Regions from separate parts of the Mus musculus genome. Here region 2 is linked to region 1. Evidence: chromatin contacts called from public HiChIP or PLAC-seq data. All regions are on one chromosome and are shown on one strand. Each heading gives the region's core, a stretch centred on a gene start, on an enhancer-like site or on the middle of the called end of the contact. The rest is flanking DNA. Distances are from core to core; before and after follow the strand shown.

Region 1 (3,684 bases), core at 547-3,046:
TGAGAGTTCTACATCTTCTTCTGAAGGCCACTAGAAGACTGACTTCCAGGAAGCTAGGAGGAGGGTCTCAAAGCCCGCCCCCACAGCAGCACACATCCTCCAACACCACCACACCTACTCCAATAAGACCACACCTCCTAATAGTGCCACGCCCTGTCCCAAGCGTATTCAAGCCACCACAGGGCCCCAGTCAGGCTTTTGCAGCCTATCGCTACTTATCAAGTCTCGTGAGAGTTCACAAGAGCAGAATCCTGTGCTGACTTCTCCCATGTTGGGCTGATGTAAAGGTAAAGCCTAAAATCAGCGGAATCCCTAGACTGGAAATGCTGGATGCCAGGGCTCTGGAGATGCCAGGCCCACGGGATAGCCACCAAGGAGAGCTGCCTGCATTGAAGGCAGCCAGCCTGAGAAAGGCTCTATGTGCTGCGGGCAGCAGGCTGGAGAGCTGGGGCTAGGGGAGTCCTTTGGAGCCCAAATGATTTCATCCCAAGCTCCAAATGCTGGACATGGAGCTCTAGGACTTGGTGTTCCCTTTGCTGGGTTTCTGTCTGCTTTGGTCAAATCAATCCTTGCTAGGTCCCCACCCTCCTGCCTCCCATAATGAGAATGTTCACTCTGGACCATCCAATGGTGGGAGTTGTTGGCAATTTGTTTTTTGATGTTTTAGAGGATCACAATTAAGAGCTACATGCATCTCAGAAAAGACTTTGCTCTTTGTGTGTGTGTGTGTTCACCTTGACTGTCAACTTGATCCAGCCTAGAGACATCTGAGTTTGGGCATCTCTATGGGGGCTTGTCTTGACTGTTAATTAATATATGAAATCCCAGCCCACTCTGGGTGGTACCATTCCCTGCCCAGATGATCCTGGTCTATATAAGAAAACTAGTTAAGCATGCATCTGTAAGAGAACTAACTAGTCAGAGAACAAACAAGTAAGCAGTGTTCCTCTGTGGTTTCTGCTTCAGCTCCTGCTCCAGTTTTTACCTTGACTTCCTGCAACGATGAACTGTGACCTGGAAGTGTAAGGTAAAAAATCCTTCTGTGGTGGTTTGAATGAAAATGACCCCCATGGGCTGATATATTCAAATGCTTGGTTCCCAGTTAGTGGACTGTTGGGGAGGTGTGGTCCTGGTGGAGTTGGGTGGCCTCTTTGAGAAGGTGTATTGCTGGAGGTGGGCTTTGAGATTTCAAAAACCCATTCTTGGTCCAGTGTCCCTCTCTCTGCCTGCTGTCCGTGGATCAAGATGTTAAAGCTCTGAGCTCCATGCCTGATGGTCTGCCTTTTACCAGACTTCCTGCCACGCTGATGATGGGTTGCCCTCTGAAACTGTAAGACAGCACCCAATTAAATGTTTTCTACTGTATGTTGCCTTAGTCCTGGTGTCCCCTTACAGCAACAGAGCTGTGACCAAGACACCCACCCTTCTGGAAGTTATTTTTGGTTAGAGCACTACACCACAGCAACAGAATAAACCTAAGACAGCTCATGTTTTGGTGGTGGAAAATACACATGCGCATATGTATCTGTGTTGTACTCTAGTCTAGGAAAGGTTACTAAACGTGTTCTCTTTGCCTAGATGCCCAGATCTCTCTTTTATACAGCGATCCTGTGTTCTCACGTTAGCATGCATTCACCGAAAGGGCAACAGCGACGGTGCGGTGACCGGAAGTTCCCAGATAAACCAGTTTGCCCAATGGAATTTGCCTTTGTGAATTCCTGCCAGATTGTGAAGGAGCCTGGCGCTAACCGGCTGATTACAAATGGCCTCGCCACGGACCAGCAAAAACCACAAAGGCATGTGTGATGTCACCCTGAAAGAGCCAGGCTGCACTTGAGACTTTCAAACTGTGCCGGAATCATTAAAGGCTATGGAGACTTTGGACGTTAAGGCTCGATGCATTTTGCATTAGAAGACGGCCATGAGTCTCTGGGGACAAGAGGAGGCCAGGATGGTTTTAGAACGATGTGTTTGGGGGTGAAGCTGCCAAGCGGTGGAGATGCGATGCTAACCATTTCCTACTTGACAGAATCTAGAGTTACCTAGGAGGCCAGCCGCTGGGCGTGCCTCGGAGGGAGTATTGAGATGAGAGTGCTGGAGATGCAAAGGCCCGCTCTAGTTGTGAGTGGCATCCTTTCACCAGCTGGAGTCCCAGACTGAATAAAGAGGAGAAAGCAAGCTGAGCATCTTCATTTATAGTTCCCTGCCTCTGCACTGAAGCTGAATGTGACTGGCCACCTCAAACTCTAGCTACCATGCCTGCCCCAACCTGACAGACCGTGAGCTCAAATAAACCCTTATTCATAGTTGCTTCTGCCAGGCGTCTCCTTGCAGCAAGGAGATACATAGCTAACACTGCTGTTTCCAGATGAGCCACATTTCTTCAGAGCTGAGTCTGCTGAGTAGTGACTTTCCAAGCAGAGGCACAAAGCTAGCTCACTGCTCACCCACACGAGCCTGGCTTATCTCTGCTCCATGGATCAAGTATTTCCCTAGTCGCTCATGCACTTTCACGAGAAACGAATCTGCTCATATCTCAGATGGAGAAACTGAGGCCCTAAAGCTGCCGCCTAGGACAGAAGGTGTGTGGAGGCAATTAAAGAGCTGAAGAGCCCGGACTGCAGAGATGACGTGGCCCTGCCCCGTGCGAGTCCCCCCAACCCCCTATGGGAAGAGCTCCAGGAGTCCCTGAAACCCCAATGTCTCACCCACCCACCTGTCCCTAGTCTCATACTGAAGGAAATGTGCTGTGGCCGGGGACTGCACGCCGAGACCCTTCATGTGTGCCTTGTCCTTTGTGCATGCCTTGTCCTGCGCTCTCAAACCCAAGGGGAAAGGTCCCACTGGTCCCACTTCACAGATGAGAAAAGAGAGGCCCAGAAGAATGAGGTCTCAGGTTTACTCTCACCTCCAGGTCAAGGGGCAAAGCAGGGGCGTTGGCCAAGTTCATCTGCTCTGCTGCTACCCACCCAGTCAAAAGCCTTGTGCTGTGTGAGGTTTGCCGGGGAAACGTGAACAAACTCACACTAGGTGGGACACTGACAACAGGAAAAGACACAAACAACTCCACCCAAGTCTACCCTGATGAGCGTGATGGCTATCTTGGCTGTCAACCTGACCACATCTAGGAGAAACCAGAACACGCAGGCGACTGGGGCTCCTGTGAAGGAGTTCTTTCTTAATAAATCATTTGAAGTGGGAAGATCCATTAATTCAGACCTCTGGGGTGTCAAGATCTACCTCCAATCTGGGCTGCACTTTCTGCTGGCAATCTATGTAAAGGAAACGGGAGAAGGATGCTGGCTCTTCGTTGGCCTGCCTGTTCTTGCTAGCAAGCCCATTCCTTCAGTGGCATTACAGCCTGGTTATTTCTTTTGGGATTCAGGCAGACACTGAAGACCAACTGAGACATCAGTCTCATGAACTGAACAACTACTGGATTCCTGGACCTTCTGTTGGTAGGCAGCCATTGTTGGACTAGCTGGACCAGCAGCTGTAAGCCATTCTAATAAATCATACAGATAGAGAGGAGGGAGGGAGGCAGGGAGGGGTCCATTCTGTCAGTTCTGTTCCCCTGGAGAACCCTGAGTGATACCATGAACAAATGAGCTCCCTGGGACTCCTCGAAGAAGCAGAAGCAGGCACTTGCTCTCAGGAACACAGGCGACTAAAGGCGACTGTGTC
Region 2 (3,684 bases), core at 826-3,325, 200 kb before region 1:
GACTCTTCAGGGAAATAGACATCTGGGGCTGGTCACTACCTGCCCTGCAGCAGACTGGAGCGCTCTCTCTCTCTCTCTCTCTCTCTCTCTCTCTCTCTCTCTCCCACCTTGAGGCTTTTCTCCACCCAGGTGCTCTCCTCAAAGGTTCCAAAGTCCCTCCAGCTCTTTGTTACTTCCCTTCACCCCAGTCATAATCATGACAGACATAGGGTTGTGCTTTTCCAGTTACGTCTGACCACACTGTTTCTCTTCATTGCCTCTGACAGCCCTGCCCATCCTGGCTCCATCATACCTGTGGCTAGATTTTCAGTGGTAGATTCTTACTGCCTTAAATGGAAACTGGGCTTTGGCCTCAGTGTCCCTGTCCGCTCCCATCATTCATTCCATTCTTCTGTGGTGACCTATCGTCCTGTGTTCTGATCTCAGGCTGTTCCCTCTTACTCGGATGAGCCTCTCCATATAGATCATAGAATACATATGCTCTCTGCGTCTCAGTGTGTTCTAACTGATCACATTCCACGTTTAGAGATTTTCATCTATTCACTGGTTACATACCTATAACATAAAGTGCATGTTTTCCCCCATTTTACAGAGAAGAAAACTGAGAACCGGAGAGATTAAGTCTCTAGTTTCACACAGGTGGTGAAGTAGAAAGATCAGTATGCTTCAAAACAGACATTCCTTGTGAGAGACACTGTGTGCAGTCTCAGCGCTCTGGAGGCAGAGGCAGAGGCAGAGGCAGGCAGATCTCTGTGAGTTTGAGGACAGCCTGGTCTATAGAGGAGTTCCAGGATAGCCAGGTCTACACAGAGAAACCCTGTCTTGAAAAACCAAAAAGAGGGGCTGGAGAGATGGCTCAGTGGTTAAGAGCACTGTCTGCTCTTCCAGAGGTCCTGAGTTCAATTCCCAGCAACCACATGGTGGCTCACAACCATCTGTAATGGGATCTGGTGCCACCTTCTGGTCTGCAGGCACGCATGCAGGCAGAACACTGTATATATAATAAATAAATCTTTAAAAAAAAAAAAAAAAAAGGAAAGAAAAACCAAAAAAAGAAAGCTCTTGATAAACATTTGTCAAACAAACCAATGAATTGTTTCTTCTTTGAGCATAAAAATCTGCCCTTTAATGTGGTTTCAGATGTCTTGTGGCTTAGTCTTGTGCTCACTGAGCCTACTTAGCAACTTCATTTTCCTTGATCTAGGAGATGTCTGTGGGCATTGCCTCTGAAGCAGGTCCCTGTCTTTTCTCTGAGCATTTGGCTGCCCTTAAGCACTTAGTGGTTTTATATTGATATTATCTGTTTCTTCTACAAACTGAAAGATTCGGGAGATCGGGCCCGTTCGTTCCCCCTTTGTTAGCTCTGCGCCTGCTGCAGCGGTTGGAGGCTGCTGGGGTAGTGGAGCTGCCTTTCAGTCAGTCACACGGTGTTCTGTCAGGTGTTCTGGCCTCAGACCTTGGGGGGCAAATGCTACCAGCTCACTCACAGCTTAGAGCAGTCTAGATGGCAGCCGTGGGAAAGAGCTAACTGTAGGTGGACAGCACCCTGGCTGCACTGCTCTATTCAAAGAGTGTTCCTTTTCTTGTTCCTTGTCACTCATCCTTCTGTTCTTAGTGGTAATGCTGAACTAAACCCACTGAGCTAACCCCCACCCCTCTAGCCAGTCTAAACTAGAGGTAAATGACTATATGTATATGTGTGTGTGTGTGTAATGGTTTAGCTACTTGTGATCATGAATATGTGATCATGAATAACAGAAACTCTGTGTTCAGTGTGGCTTCAACAGGTAAGGAAACACATTGATAAAATGTCTCCGTGTGTGGGGCACATCAGGTACCAGCTGTTTCCTTCTGAGTCTCTTTGCTCTGACTACTGGTATTGATTTCAACCTCAGGATGCTATCGGATCTGCTATAATATCACGTCCAATAAATGAAAAATGAGAGAGAGAGAGAGAGAGAGAGAATATGAGAAAATTAATATATCTTATATCTGAATCTAAGTTACCCAGGCTGGCTTTGATGTCTCAGTGTAGCTGTGACCTTGAGTTTCTGACCCTTCTGATCTCACCGTCCAAGTCTGGAGTTAACATGTGTGTGACGCTGTGTCCAGTGTTTGCTGTGCTGAGGACTAGGCACGAAGTCTCCAACTGAAGCACACCCCAGCTCCTTAATTGAAATGTTTAATTAAAATATGTCGGGAAGAAGTAGTAAGTTTTTCTGTGTTAATGGCCTCCAGCGCACTCTTTGCAACCCATAGGCGTCGCTTGTTAAATAATCAATAGAAAGCTAACGAGCAGTACAGTGTTTGAAGCGATGAAATCCCACGGGAAGAATCCGATCTTAGTTGTGGACTGCACAGCCCAGGATGGAAGGGCTGCGGTGTTGTGTTGCTGGGGCTCCTTAGGATCTCAGCAGGGAAGTCGGCTAAGGGAGGAGGCCCAGCTTTACAAACACTTGTGTGTGTGGCTGGAGCCTTTTCTTTAAAAATAGAACAGTTAGCCACATTTGGTAGCTGAATCAGAATTTAGTCATTTACCAAGGAAATAGATGCCTGAGACTTTGTCTCAGTGAAGACGAGGCGTAACTGTGGGTAGCCGTGCTGACGAGGACAGTCGCCCATTTTAGTTACCACGCTAAGCTCGATTGCAGGTGACCGTGGTAGTGACTGGGGATAAGGGTATCCAGACAGGGGAGCACAGTAGGCGCTGTACTTCAGTTTGCCTTTTAAATTAAAGAGTAATCTGGAAAAGCGCTTTATGCAGCCTGAATTTCCTCAATTCCCAGTGATTTAGACTAAAGCCAGACATTGTCAGGTGTACCGTTTTCATAAGAACTGCCAGCAAGAGGAAGAGCCATGGTGACCTCATTACACCAAAACACAAAGCACCGGGGCTGAGGTGGCTTGTGGCATCCTTTCCCTATCCCCTTGGAAAAAGGCATGTACCACCAGGCCCAACTGTTCAGGAAGTTCAATGTCTGGTTGCCTTTATGAGACTATAAGCTGGCTTGGATTAGTTAATTTTGAGCATGCTCTAGTTTGATATAGGATATCTGTCTCTCCCTCCCTCCCTCCCTCCCTCCCTCCCTCCCTCCCTAAAGGAGTTCACTATGTAGCCTTGTCTAGCCTGGACTAAGTAGACCCTGTGGGGACTGAGAGCTCCTCCTGCCTTTGCTTCCCTGGGAGCTGGGATGAAAGGCGTGCATCATCTGAGCCAACAAGAAGCATTTTACTAGGGAGTTAGGGGAACACGCTGTTATTTACCAACTGGCTGTCAGTTACTGGCCTTGAAAGAACAGGGTCCAAAGGAGAGTTTAACTTTGGAGCAGGTGCCCTGAATCAGACCTGGAGCAGGGATCTGGTAATTTGCATTTAAATCTATTTCATTAAAGACCTTGTTCCCAGGTATTTGAGACTGCTGCTTTCACATACATCTCAAATAGATCCCCTGTCTCCAGAGCTTTTCAACAGCCATTCTGGATTCCTACTTCATTCTCATGTATTTTGGGTAGAGAGGTTTTGGTTTGCTGTGAAAGGTTCATGTCCATCTTGCTAACTATTGTAAATTTATCTAGTATGTAGTCACACACAAATTATACATACTGAAAAGTAACAAAGGGCGTACAATGAGCAGCAGCCTCTCCTCCCCTTACTTTGGAGCCTCCTGCTACTGTGTGCGTTAAC

What was found. HiChIP or PLAC-seq counts read pairs in DNA pulled down with a chosen protein or histone mark.
Region 2: a FOXA1 HiChIP or PLAC-seq map of pancreatic cancer cells shows a contact between it and region 1. The contact joins two enhancer-like sites. A contact is called at or near these places in 4 of 115 datasets of contacts at active chromatin or transcription factors (bone marrow-derived macrophages, embryonic stem cells, pancreatic cancer cells and 1 more).

The regions. Positions count from the first base shown.
Region 1 is chr4:135,043,358-135,047,041 of GRCm38.p6, reverse strand. Gm42327 (a long non-coding RNA gene) reads left to right here. Exons shown (of 3, transcript XR_881493.1): 2 at 967-1,027; 3 at 1,212-3,344. Among named protein-coding and RNA genes, the nearest start is that of Gm42327, 6.2 kb to the left of the region's middle. Within about 2 kb of position 1,796, at least 21 of the 459 cell types and tissues checked have an H3K27ac peak or open chromatin away from gene starts, as enhancers often do. A contact at or near this core is called in pancreatic cancer cells, where this site is marked.
Region 2 is chr4:135,246,207-135,249,890 of GRCm38.p6, reverse strand. All of the region lies in intron 1 of Clic4 (chloride intracellular channel 4 (mitochondrial)), which reads left to right. Among named protein-coding and RNA genes, the nearest start is that of Clic4, 25 kb to the left of the region's middle. Within about 2 kb of position 2,075, at least 75 of the 459 cell types and tissues checked have an H3K27ac peak or open chromatin away from gene starts, as enhancers often do. A contact at or near this core is called in pancreatic cancer cells, where this site is marked.